2 separate regions of the Anas platyrhynchos genome follow, and region 2 is linked to region 1. The links are chromatin contacts, called in public Hi-C maps. All regions are on one chromosome and are shown on one strand. The core of a region is the stretch at or near the end of the contact, and the rest is flanking DNA. Distances in the headings are between cores, read along the strand shown.

What was found. Hi-C and Micro-C count contacts between places; a contact is called where the count stands out from the background.
Region 2: a Hi-C map of subcutaneous adipose tissue shows a contact between it and region 1, with 2.1 times the contacts expected there. The contact joins two enhancer-like sites. A contact is called at or near these places in 4 of 8 Hi-C or Micro-C datasets (liver, skeletal muscle, small yellow follicle and 1 more).

What each region holds. Positions count from the first base shown.
Region 1 is chr1:131,813,970-131,820,752 of IASCAAS_PekinDuck_T2T, reverse strand. TBL1X (transducin beta like 1 X-linked) reads left to right here. Exons shown (of 17, transcript XM_072029631.1): 5 at 2,889-3,034; 6 at 5,781-6,030. Among named protein-coding and RNA genes, the nearest start is that of GPR143, 65 kb to the right of the region's middle. Within about 2 kb of position 2,947, at least 2 of the 8 cell types and tissues checked have an H3K27ac peak or open chromatin away from gene starts, as enhancers often do. A contact at or near this core is called in subcutaneous adipose tissue, where this site is marked.
Region 2 is chr1:131,967,657-131,974,439 of IASCAAS_PekinDuck_T2T, reverse strand. The region is part of intron 1 of TBL1X (transducin beta like 1 X-linked); the gene reads left to right. Among named protein-coding and RNA genes, the nearest start is that of TBL1X, 48 kb to the left of the region's middle. Within about 2 kb of position 3,384, at least 1 of the 8 cell types and tissues checked has an H3K27ac peak or open chromatin away from gene starts, as enhancers often do. A contact at or near this core is called in subcutaneous adipose tissue, where this site is marked.

The DNA.
Region 1 (6,783 bases), core at 1,698-4,197:
AACCTGACGTGGGTACAGCTTCATTCAGGATTTTCTTAACTGTGTGTGACTTTTAAAATCCATGTACTTTCATGTTGCATTATATAAATTCTGTGGTTTATCAGGATACAAGAAATTGGGAGATAATTAGCTATCAGTTGTTTGTTTGAGTTATTTCTTGGTGTTTGCTTTTCTTTTAAATACCATGTTAGGACCATGCTATGTTAGGATTTTTCCAAGGGGAGTGAGGAACACAGTGTCCAGCGGCACCCACTTAAGCAGTTCCACTCTGTTGATTTTCAGTACTTTGATCTTACCAGATAAGATTTTGGGAAAATTTGTCACAAGTGCTGGAGATGTGAGTGAGATTGCTATTCTGTGAGAACATAGCCAAGAGTTTTGTGTTTTGTCATCTCTTGAATGCTTTGGTAACGGTTTCTTATCATGGAGAAAAACAGTCAAATGAAAGGATTCATTTCAATAACACCTCTAGGTTTTGTGCTGAGAAGTCCCTTTTCCCACACGCAGTCAGGTGAGAGGTGTTGCTCTTCAGGGATGTGGCAACTGGCCGAAGAGGTTAGCTGTATGCAACATTAACCCGTCTGCTGGCAAAGATGTGACTTGAAATGAGATGTGACAGAAGCCAGCTAAAAGTCTGCAAGATACCAAATGTACTAATGACAGGTACAAAGTCATAGCTAAAATTAAGGCTGCTGTAGATCCACAGTCATGGCTTTCCACTTTTTTACCATATGTGTGTTGTTGGCCATTTTAATGCTACCTGCCTTTTGATCAAATCAGAGACCATTTTACAAAATTCTGAGCTACCAACTCACAGATAAGCTACTGTCTCTTTTAGCAGTGAAATTCAGTGCTTCTGGACAACAGCTTAATTATCTGAGTCTTCTGCATTTTTAAGTAGATTGGCTGATTAATCCGTCATGCCTTTTAAAGTCCACTGCTTTTCAAGAAGGTATTATTACTGTTGTTGTTTAATTTAAATACACATAAATATACATTAAGCAGGATCTGTTTCCCTAATTCTGATTAGTTGCATGCCGTATATTTATACATACATAGAGATCTCAGTGTTCAGCCATCAAACCCTAGGTCTCCCTGACTCAGGCTGTGTATGCTCAATGCTCGATTTCCTTCTTGTTGTGGTACCCAGAAATGTGCTTAGATGTTCTGCAGAACAAATAACAAGGCAAAAGCACTGCCCTGCAGATCTTACAGTCTATTTTGGATGCAGCAGGAGGTCCAGCAGCTCATAAACTAGACCACAAGACATAAAGAGCAAGACAGAGTAAGAGGGGTCCAGGGATTAGATGAATGATACTGCAATTTTTCAGTTTTTTTTTCTTTTTTTTTTTTCCTATGCTTTGTTTTCGTTCCTTGTAATCATTTGTAAGTCTGCTGACACTTTCTAAAAGGTGTCCCCAAACATCCCAAAAAACTGGGGAAGTACTAGGAAGGGGAGGCATGGTAGGGAAAGAAGAGGACAGAGGCTGTTACATGGAAGAGAAGAAAAACAGCGTCGAAATAAAATGTGTAGGGGAAGAGAATCACGGAGAAATACGTACCTCAGTTTTCACACGTGGGAGGCGTTCTTTTTCTTTGTTTTTGCTGCCTGCGAGTGTAATTGAGCTGGTTGCAAAAAGAGCCTTGAAAACAGTTTGAGAGAGGGAGAGAAAGCAGTGCTGTGGAGCAAGCCCCAAATCCCATCCGCCAGCCCACACACAATCGGACACTGCAGTGATACGGGGGAAATCCCTTAACGGACAAAACTATAAATGAAACCACTGTTGACAAGGGGAAGCGGCGTAGCTATATTTAACGGAAGTATTTTCATTTGTGAGCTGCCTTCTTTTTCTTCTTCTTTTTTTTTTTTTTCCTCTTGTCTGGTCGGTGGAGACTGCTAGGGCTCTTCCTGTTCGAGACAGCGCATGGGTGGTTTCCCCAAGGCTTTTAATGTTAGATTAATGCTCTGGAGACAGCGTGGTGATAAATGGGTTCCTACGGTTATATCTACATCCTGTGCTCCCTTCCCCCCGCATCGCCTGTGCGCGGTCCGTCTGTGGCGCCTGCCTTCGGACGCTCAAGCCAGTCCTCGTGGCAATGACAGCACAGCTCCCAAAAACTGATCCACTTCGAGACTGGTTACGTCTAGGCCAACAACAAAAATGAAATGTCAAAAAGAAAGAATTATAGTTGAAGTAAAGGCCACCGAGTTGGGCCATCATCTGCTGTTTTGATCATTGCTGATCGCGATTAATTACGCTTGCTGTTACTGTTCACTTTCAGAAAACGGGTTTGCGGGAGAGGCCTTTCTGTTGTTGCGTGTTTTAATGGCAGCTCTCTGCATGTCGTGTTAGCGATAAATGTGGTGACCAGAGGATTTGAAACCTCTTCCCTTGCACAAGAGAGCGGCTCCCCTGTGTGAGCTGCATCGGGGCCCTGATTTTGTACAGCCTGCGCGCTGACAGGGGTTTGAGTCTGTAGCCTCAGGAAGCACCGATACGAAAGCGTAGAAAGGAAGATGAAGATCCGAGTCATTTTTATTATTAGCTGGCCTTGCCCTTGCGGTGACTCATATTTTTTCATGTTTGTGTTTTGGTTTTCAGTCAGCCGGCTCTCCTCTCCTCTGTGTGCGTTGCCATTTCCATGTGACGCCGCCTGCCCACGAGACGAGGCGTGCGGGGAGGGGGACAGGACAGGACAGGACAGGAGGTGGTGGGGGCGCCAGGATGGCTCTCGTTAACCTCTGGGTCGCCTGCAGCCCGCCCGCCTTCCCCCATTTATGCTGCAGCGTCTTTCTGATCTTGAGGCAGGATTATTTTTAGACCGTGAAGGTGTATCTGGCTGGTGCGTTCAGATTTCATGTCATGGCTTCCTTTTCCTGCTCTCAGGTTTCTCCCACTCGGCCTTCACGTTCGGTATCGAGAGCCACATCAGTCAGTCCAACATCAACGGAACACTAGTGCCACCTGCTGCACTCATCTCCATCCTCCAGAAAGGGCTCCAGTATGTGGAGGCTGAGATCAGCATCAACGAAGTAAGTATAAGTACTACCCCCACTGCCACCACAGCCCCACACACCCATGGGGACCACTGAGATGGCCGACCGGCACACTGGAGCTCGCCCAGCGATGCCCCTCGACAGCCAGATGCACCAGCCACCCATCCTCAGTTTCTGTCCATTTGGTGCCCTTTTGTACCTCAACCCTGTTCTGCCCTACCACCTGCAGACTCTGAGACACGTTGCACAGTTTTCCGCTGTGGCACTGAGGCCCCCGTTGCGTTGCTTAAATGGGTTTTGTGGTGTTTCAGCTACCTCAGTCAGCAAGCCAGGGGTGCGCAGATTCCTGCAGCAAACAGGAAAATGTGTCTGCATTTACAGCCTTCTGTTTTCAAGGTGACAGCAGAATTTGACAGGAAAAATGTGCAATACCGCTTAAAACTTCAGTCCCTGACAGCTATTAGAAGACAGTGCTGCTTGCATGCCGTGAGGAGCCTGACTAAAAATCCACTGAAGTCACTGGACCTTTCTGATTTCAGTGACTTTGGCTCAGATCATACAAAGACCAGGCAGCATCCCACAATGGACATGCCAAAACAATTGTGTGCAAATTCTAACCCTGCCTGGGTCGTTGGTTGTATGCATTGTGTGAGCAGCCACAAAGTGTCCCTGTTCCCACTGAACTGCAAGGGGAAGCAAAGGGAGCATGTAGGAGAAGCCAGGATTTTTGCCCTGACAACCTTAAAGGCACAATGCTTCAAGAGGAAGGGGAGCATGACAGATAAGCAAGTGCTGCCTTAGGAAATATTTACCACAGGTATTTGTATTTGTCAGATATCTGTAATAAATATTAATACATAAAAATACGTGGAAAGCTATTGTTTTTTCCTCTATAGGTGAATGTAGAATGAACGACACGGGTGAGAACAAAGGAATATAAAATAGCGAAAAGGCTGTGTTTATAATGTGTGGTTTGGAAACTCGTTTGTTTTTATCACTAACATTCTATATTGTTTTCTCTTTATGACTCGATACCATGTTTAAGAGTTGTGTATGTATTGTTTTTAATTGGGGCAGTGACACTTGACATTCATGCCAAGCTGCACTTTGATGCAGTTGTAATAACAAAGCAGTGTGAGGAATCTGTCTCAATTTGCTACTACTTAACATTTTGCCCTGTGCCTGATATTAGAGCTACACAGTTAGAGGCTCACCAGGAAAATCACCTATTAGTTCAGGTTGTACAAAAGGTATAAGGCCCTACTCCTGTGAATTCAGCTTCAGAACTGGCCTCCATTGAGAGATCTAAAAATGCATTTGTTGTCACACTTATATTTATTTTGCTTTCGTAGGGGTTTGATTCTGTTCAAATTCATGGTTGTAAGTACCGTACAGCAAAACAAAAGCCGTTCTTTCTACAATCTGCATGCCAATTAAGGCTACAAATCTACTTCTATGTGTATATTCCTTAAGAGTGGCGAGTAATCAGTGAGTTTATAAATTATGTGTACAAAATTAAAGTATTGTTTGTGATTTGTGAAAGGACAGTTATGGAAATACTCCAGTGAGCAATTTTACAGTTAAAAATGTAAGATGCCAAAATTCATTGGCAAACATTTTTTTCCTCATAGTGTAGCAAGGACTTGAGCCAGGATTCAAATAAATGGCTATAGAGACATTTGCATAAAAAATGTTGAGGAGAAAGAGAACTTACATTTGTCTTCTCTAATGACTCTTTCCTCTTTTTTCCTCCCCATAAGGAAACAAATATGTGTTATTTTAACAATGTAATTGTAAGGGATAATTCAATGAGTAGTCCAACAGAAGCAGACTACTAAGCCAAACTGTTATTTTTCCTTATTAGTTATTGGTATCTCTTGAAAATGATTTTGTTTCCCAGCTGCCTCATCTGTCCATATCCAAACCTTATGTGCTGTTCCTAAAACCCAAATCTTTCACTGCTGAGTCTTGTTTATTTCAATTAGATGGAGTTTGCAGAAGGTCAGTAAAATGCCGCAGTATAGAGCCTTCTAAAACATTTTTCCCATAATTATGGTGACAGGAAAGTGAAAGCGAAGGAAATCTAAGTAGATATAGTAGTTGTTAACCCAAGCCTGCATTACATCTTTAACCCTTAAAGGTTAACTCAGTTGGTTGTTAAACCTGAAGCCTAATTTACAGAAATGAAAATGAGAGTTGTAACTACTGTTAATGGAACTGGGGAAAACCAAGAAAAACGATGGTAAATAAGTCCTGTACAGTCAGCTACAACTGGTGGTACTGGGCTGGTGAATGTGATATAAGAAACCAGTGAATTTGCACATACACTTGTTTTGCCTGAGACTTGTTATTCGTCTACTGCTTCCAGTCATATGTCCCTGCTAGTGCAGGAGGACAAACCATGAACCAAGGTCTGTCTCTGTCTGGCTTTGTAATGGCTTTAGCCATTGCTGGTTTTGTCAAAATACTAAAGAAAGAGACACCTTCTGTCACTGAGACAATTTATTTTCATAGCATAATATTTTTGCTTCTGTAAAGAGTTCAGATGCCTGACTCTTTCTGTACAGTTCCAATAACTTATCCCTTCACAGAGCAGATCTCTGAGTACCACCATGGTGCATTGAGAGAGGGCTGCTCTGTAGTGGTGTGGCGCAGTTGGTTAGGTCGAACCGCAGTGTCTTCTCCCAGCCTAGTTTTGCTCCTTTATAACATTGCCTCTTTGCCAACCTCAGTGGTGGGGATCCTAAACCTGCAATTTGACTTTGGCTCGTTTTCCCCGCAGGATGGTACAGTATTTGACGGCAGGCCAATAGAATCACTGTCTCTGATAGACGCGGTGATGCCTGATGTTGTACAGACCCGGCAGCAAGCATTCAGAGAGAAACTAGCTCAGCAACAAGCCAGTGCAGCGGCAGCAGCGGCAGCAACGGCAGCAACAGCGGGAGCAACGACGACTGCTGTTTCCCAGCAGAACACACCAAAGAACGGAGAAGCCACTGTGAATGGAGAGGAGAATGGGGCACATGCAATAAGTAAGCCAACCCCTGCAGCTGCTTTCCTCTGCTGGGGTAGATTTGATTTTGAATAACCGTCTTGTACTCAGTTGGGGTCTGTAAGGTGCTGGAACTCAGGGGAATTACTTCAGGAGGATGGGGTATTTCTGGAAAAGCTTCTGAGTAAACCTCACATTTCCTGTCACAATGCTGTGTTTTGCTGGTGTGCTCTCAGAATCCAAAATCCTCAGATACCTTCAGAAGTGCAAGTTGAATCCAGTGTCATCAAATGGAGTAGAGCTAGAGAGAGGTGGGTTGAGAGGCTGGGACCTACAAGCCATATTTGTGTAAATAAAGCAAGGCCAAAGCATAGCCTTGAGCACTAACTACCCTGTGATGATCCATAGCCTTGCTGTCATGGTCTTTGGCACAGATTGGCCTATCCTTTCTTATACAGCATGGCCAAAAACAGGGTAGAGGCTTGTATGAGCCAAGGACCACTCACAGCAGACAGTTTGGAAGCAGTCAACTTGCTTTTAAGGCACAGAGGAGAGACTTCCTTGCCTTTTTATTTCACAGCACATGCTTAGTCATCCAGTCTACTGCAGGAATCTAAGTGAAGGTTCTACCTTCCCTGGGCTTCCTTAGTCTATGGGAACAGTCAGTCCTCACAAGCTCTGAATTCACCTTTGTTTTACTGGTGACAGACTGAGCTCATGTCCTAGACATCTAACATTCGGCATATAAAACAAGGAGTGCACGTAGCTGTGGGTGTAGCTAAATCTCGATGGC
Region 2 (6,783 bases), core at 2,135-4,634, 150 kb before region 1:
ATGTTTGGTTACCGCTATGGCTGTGGTAGGAAGAGAGGCTTGGTCTTAGGCACAGCTGGTGGTTTGACTTCCATTTTTATCATTTTGTTGACTTTATGCAGTAAAAGGGCCATCACAGTGTTTAACCCCATTTCTTGACCTTCTCTGTTCGTCATACAGGCGATCAATATGTGTCTGCTTGTCCTATTGAAATCGGAGAGTGTGCGGAGATTCATTAATTTGTGTAGAGTAGAACTTTATGCCCCAAACCCTACGGTAGCCACGCAGTGTAAAATCACGCCAGTAGTACCGTAGTGTGAAGAAGCAATTATTTCAATTCTTAATAAGCACGTTGCATAGAGACAGTTTGGCTTGGGTGTTGAGCCTTAGTCACTGGTTACGAGAAGTTACGCAGCACACTGAGCACGTGGACAGAGCTGCGCCTCTTGATCCTGAGGTGATAAGGCTTGTGGCTGCTTCTGAGCAAACGAGCAGCGCTAATAATGCACCGTAATTATGTACGTATGCTTATCATGATACCTTTGTCTAATTAAGTGCTGAGTTTTATTGACTGCCATTGGAGGGTGAAACGAGGCTTTTTAAAAAGCAATATTCTCCGCTGATACGTAGCAGTTGGCCTATACGTCAGTCTGCTGCCATTCAAAACACGGCTGCGTTTACTTGACCTAAATCTCATTTGATCCCCTAATTCTTGGTTACCATTCAACTTACTGTTATGTTGTGGGTTCAGAATGTGTTCTATCATATGAAACCGTAATTTGCTTAGGTGGAAAGATGTGGTAACATCAAATGCGATTTTACTCTGTTTCTTTCCTACTGTAACACAACTTTTCCATACCTACAATAAATTATTGATACAGCAAAGAAGCAACTTTTTTTTTCCCTTAGGCATTAAAATACTTGGAAAATATCCTTTGACATTGTCTTTGGGAAAACAAGGAGGATTTTCTTCTGGTGGATAGATTCCCTTTGTCGTTCTGCAGAATAATGCATTTGTTGTGCTTCTTTTTGAAGGCAGCAAACTGCACTGGGTGTACAACTTTGGTTTCTGGGGCATTTTGCTGTGCAGCACTGTTGGCTCCTCGTTAATCCCTTACCACTGAAGCCAGGCTGCAAGGTGTGCTCCCCAGATCAAGAGTGAAGCCAACTACATACGATTTACAAGTCCGAGCAGAAGAATCACGTGCTATAGGAGCGCTAGTGAAAGGATGCTGTGGCACTGTTATGATTACATGGATAGGGCTGCTAGCGTGTGTTTCATGCTTAGAAGTGTCCGCTGATGAGCCTGTGCTGATTGGACCATGGTCCAGTAGCCGACAGCAAAATTACTGGGAAGAAGTTCTTCCAAAAGAACTGACCTTCACACTGCGTGGTTGGTAGATGTTGAGTCAAAGACTGAGCTTTTGCAAATCCATGTATGTTGGTAACTTGTGCTTACAAATTGTTACGGCCATCTGATAGCTTCGGTGTTGTTCAGCAGCTTCAGGTCGCTTGTTGTCTCCAGCCCGGTCGCTGCTGGCAGGGCACGAGTGCGTCCAGAGACCCATTAGGGTTCAGACTTGTGTTAGCACACAGTCTCAGCTGGGATTGTTAACGGGTTTCACAAATACTAATCTTTTAACATGAACTAACTAATTGTCCTCTCTGCGTGCACGTGCTTACATACACACAGCATTAATGTAGTCAAAAACCCTCAGATTTAGAGAAAAAAGGAACTGTCCCGAGGCTGAAGAAACGTGCTGCGGTGCAATGGTTGTGCTCTCGGGCCCTTCACCAGGATATGCAGGGATATCAAGGCCCAGCAGCAGCACCTGGGGCGGTGCAGAGGCAGTGAGATGAGTGTGGGACGGGGCCAGTCTGGCCGTCAGGCCTGTGGGGAAGGTGGAGGTGAGGCACAGTGGCGGTGTGCTGTGCTGTGCTCAACCTGCTCGCTGGAAGGCGGCCAGCTCGGGCACGGCCGCTGTGCCTGTGCCCACGGACCAGGGCCGGCGGGGAGGCTGTGGCTGGGGTGCCATCACAGTCATCACCTCTTCATTTCTTCCTCCTTGGTTTATTTACTTATTTATTTTAATCCACTACTTGGTTTTTGGTCACTCCTAGAAGTAAAATACAAACCCAGATCCCAGATCTCAGCAGAGATGGAGGCAGAACTCCCCTCTTTCCTAGCATTCCTCGCAGATAGGGCTGAGCTTTGCTGACAGGGTAGGACAGAGAACCCTAGCACAGGCGGTGCCTATTCATATTGTGGGGATTAGTTTCCAAGGATATATCTATCTGGTGCCTTTTACAGTTACAAAACAAACTTAACTCTTCTTGTACCCCTTTACACACGTGTAGGAATTAGACGTCTAGGAAAGCAATGTGATTGTAGACTTGATTGAAGCACACCAAATCCCTTTGATTTTTCAGAAGGTATTGCCAATTATATGTACACAACTCTCTTTCCTTTTGGTTTAACTTTGCTGTTTTTTACTTTTTGGATTTAATTCTGTTGCCTTTTTCAGTCATTTAAAAAAGCTCGTATAGTTCTGTGTAGTTAATATAGTTTACTTCTTTTATTTTTACTCTTAAAATACTGTAAGCTGGAAGGCACAGATAAAAGGCAGGCATGAGAATTATTCTAATGAGGAGCGTATCTTCTTTCCCATCCATCCAGTTCTCAGAAATGAAAGAAAAGAACAGGAGCAGGTGAATTTTTAATAACGTGGCATGGTGTTCACAGGACACAGACTTTGTCATTCTGTGTGAAAGGTACTGAAGGTCTCTTTAATTCCATTTTCATTAGTGCTTTCTATTTTGTATTGCTGTTATTATATAATTCATTAAGAATTTGTGGGAATCTGTTTTTATATTACAAAAAAAAAGCAAACCCTAGGCTCTGATGCTTCTGCTTGTATCAATAAGTGTCTTAAATAACCAGTTAATTTAAATGAGCCAATTAATTTGAAAGCAGAGCATGACAGTGTATCATAAAAATTCATCCAGCTTCATTCTCACAGGATTTTATGTGCTTAGAAAAAAACATAAGGCGAGCTGAAAAAGATGGCCCTAAATACAATACTGGAGAAGAAGAAAACAGTGAATGTGAGCTCTGTATAATGCACAGACTGGAACGTTCACGTAATGATTACTTTCACTGCTGATGAATCAAGTCAGCTTGTCTGGGGGACCACTGTCATGTATTTGCTACGTAGTCTGGTGGTGCTGGGTAGAGGTTAGGTAAAAAATAGAATGGAGTTTAGGCCATGACGGGCAGTTTACAAGGAAGAGGAGGAAGAGTGGGAGGAGGTTACCTCAAAAGCCAGGCTCCACTGGTTTTAACTTGCAGACTGTCAAGCAGCCAACAAAAAATTTTTAGGAATGTTTTGAACTGTATTTTTTTCTTGGCTAGGATGACACATCTTCAGAACACTTATTCCAGTGCATTTCTTCACTATTATGATGGTAGCATATAAACTATGTGGGTATTTTCTAATATGTCAACGTTATTTTGTGGTTACAGCACTGGCTTTTTGTGTCCGTTTTTTCTTTGTTTTTTTTAACGCTTTGTGTGTATGTATGCATATGTGATTACTGATGTGTATATGATTTTTTTTCATTTAAATCTTGCTTAGAGTAAGAAGCATATTCGTCACGGTGTTTATGACGTTACCAGCAGCATATATTTTGGATTAAAAAAAAAAAAAACAAAAAAACAAAAAAACTTTTGACACCTGGACGGGTTCAGTGTTCTCTGATGTCAGTGTGTTTAATGCCATTATACACCGTCAGTTTGATCATACTCAGTGAATGGTGGATTTGTAGATAAGCTGCGTTGTGCTTATTAGTAGGTATGTACATGTATCTATACACCTGCTGTATGTCATATAGCATGAAATAAATTAATTTCTCATATTAAAAAAGTAGCATGTCTTCTGCACATATTTTAAAATACATACTTTTGTAGTTGCTTATTACTATCTTCATATCACCATGGGGTTGTTTGGAACTACAACTTTATTCCTTGATTTTTTTTGGTAAATTGGGATATGTATCTGTTAAAAGAAAAATTTGTTACTTAATATCTTTACAAGACAATTGATAGGGCACTCCTTTCTGCAGTTAGATAATTTCAGTGGAATGTGATGATTTATCTGCCTGACATCCTACAGAACTACTATGAAGTTTCTATTCATGTTTTCTTAGAAATTTCAAAGATCGAAAAGCATTGACAATTTATTTTACATCTGGTTTATTAAAAAGTGTGAATGTCAAGTTCTGCTTACTATAGTACAATCTTACTTTCCATCAAATTATAAATAAATTAGGATAGCAAAGTATCAAAAGGAAATTATGAAAAAAGTTTTCTCTTTTGTTGAAGAGTTCAGGGTTAGAAGTAATGATTGCTTTAATTTGTTAATCTGTGAATTATGTTCTTGGCTAACAGAGTTGAATTAGTGTATTAGGTTGCTGTGGAACAAACCTCGGTAGCATTTTTCCAACCTTTTTTTTAACAGCTTTTAAACTTTTAAAAACTTTTTTTTTCATTCTTTTTTTCTCATCTGCTTAAAGACTATTGGAGTTTCCAGTGGTGTTTAAGAGATTTCATTTCACTGGAGGCTTTTAATGTTTCACAATTTTTCTTTGTCAGCTCCTCAGTGTGTGGGTAGTGCCAGCAAGGGCCACGTTGATCATACATTTGTGTTCTGAACACGCAACAAATCCAGTTATAGATATTGTCCGAAACTGTAAAAACTTCCTCGGCAACATGCAGAAGACTTCTAGGATCAAGCCTTACATGATGACAGTACAGATTCTTGACTGGTTAAGTCAGTGTATTTCAGTCTTTTTTAAAGTGCCTGAGTAATGGTGTGCGTGATTTTTAGCTTTTACACTGAAAGTCAGTATTCTGGTAATGAAATAGGCAATGCAGTGTCCCTTCCTCCTCCTGTAGCCTAATTAAGTAGTCTTTTTCATATAGTATAACTTCTATTATCTGTTTTGAATACCATTATTACCTGAGTCCTCACTGTGTTGTTTGAAGTTCATGTGGCTGACAAACATGAAGTCCAGATTTGGAGCCCAGTTTCTTTAAAATGTGCAAAAGCTCTCTTGACTTATCTCAGCATTTTCAGAGGTGTAGTATTTTGCAGTAGAAAGTGTGAAACTTAGCAGCTTGAGGTTCTAAGTACGTATTTTGGAAAATGTCCAACTTAGGTCAGTGATTAGAGCCTGTGGCTTTTCTCAGACAAGTGCCTGTAGTTTTTCAGGCCAGCCCACATCAAAAGGTCTCACAAACTCTAACAGCAGCCGCCCATCGAGCACCTTGTGAGCATTGGCAGGATGCTCTTGTTGTTGTCCATCCATATCGTGTGTAGTCTCAAAGCTCCTCTGCTGACCGTGACCTGTTAAAACAGAAGCCCTCAACACAGCCCAGCAGCTGATGCACACCTTTGCCTAAGCGTTACCTGCATCGTACCCTCTGGGAGGACCCCAAGCCAGGCTTCACCCTTGGCAGTAGAGCACCCTGCATCTTTTGCATCTGCTCAGTAACAGAAGCAGTGCCTTCTGTAACCCATGCTGCTACCAGTCTCAGCAGCCTGGCTCTGTGCAGCCTGAGATGGATCACAGCCAGCTGACCCAGGCCATCACAGCAAAGCCTTGCTGAGCTCTCAGTCCTGCTGCTGGCTGGGGTGGCATCAGCCGGGCTGTGCTTGAAGGCAGAAACCTGGCAGTGCACGGTGCTGTGCTTCATCTGTCATGGGAGATGTTGGCCATAGAAATAAACATGATTTGCTGCTCCCAAGTGAAGGGGAAAAAAAAAAAAGCCTAGAATGAGTATGGCTGTGTATTGGCAATGTGGTGTATGTGGGCTTTTTTACTTATTGGTTTGCTCTGGGGTAGCTGCTCTATGTATGTCAACAGTGGAAAACTGGGTAGAAAGAGCATTATATTCTCTAGTTTTAGAAGTAAATTTTATGACTTGGACATTTTTGATGACTTGGACGTTCTATAGATAGTTCTTTTTTACATAAATATCTAATTGCACTTTAAGCATTATCTTAATTGTTCTTTTTGTCTTCGGAAATGCATATGGTTACTTCTCTGGTGTCTCAAGCAGGGAGAATGTCTTGCCAGCCTATTTAACGTGCTAACGTATGTGAGAAAGCATGCCCTGTGGCCTGAAACATCGTTTATGTATTCGCCAATTGCCACAGCCTTTTAATTTCTGTTTGTATGCACTGCATTTGGTTAGGTTGAATTTATTGATTTCAACAGTTTGCAAATATTATACTGACAGACCGTTTGCTTCTGTCTCCTTTGAGCCAGCGTTTTACCCTCATTAGTCTATGGATGTGTTCTTTTGAATGTTAGCCAAATGCGTTCATAAAAATGGCAAAGTTAGAGCTGTTTGACCTATTACTGGTAAACAACATTATCAAAATCTATTTCAGCATTATACTCTACACCATAATATGTATAAATAGGTATATATTAATTTTTCCCAAGTTTTCCCTTTTTATTTTCTCCAGTTTTCTGAGCTCCCCATCACATGCAGACATTTGCTCAAATGTTACAGTTGTCTTTTGGTATTTTTGTGCATTCTTGGTTTGTTTTTTGAAGACTAAAGCTACTAGGTAAATAACAGCACTAATATTTATCAGTTCTCTAAATCTGTAGTTTCAAACCACAGCTTACAAGCTTCTAGGGGACACAGACTTTTTTTTAAGAGATCTGTGGGGAAAAAAAGGAAGTCTATTGGCCTTCTGTTCAAATTCACTATTCAAGGTATCTTTATAGGTC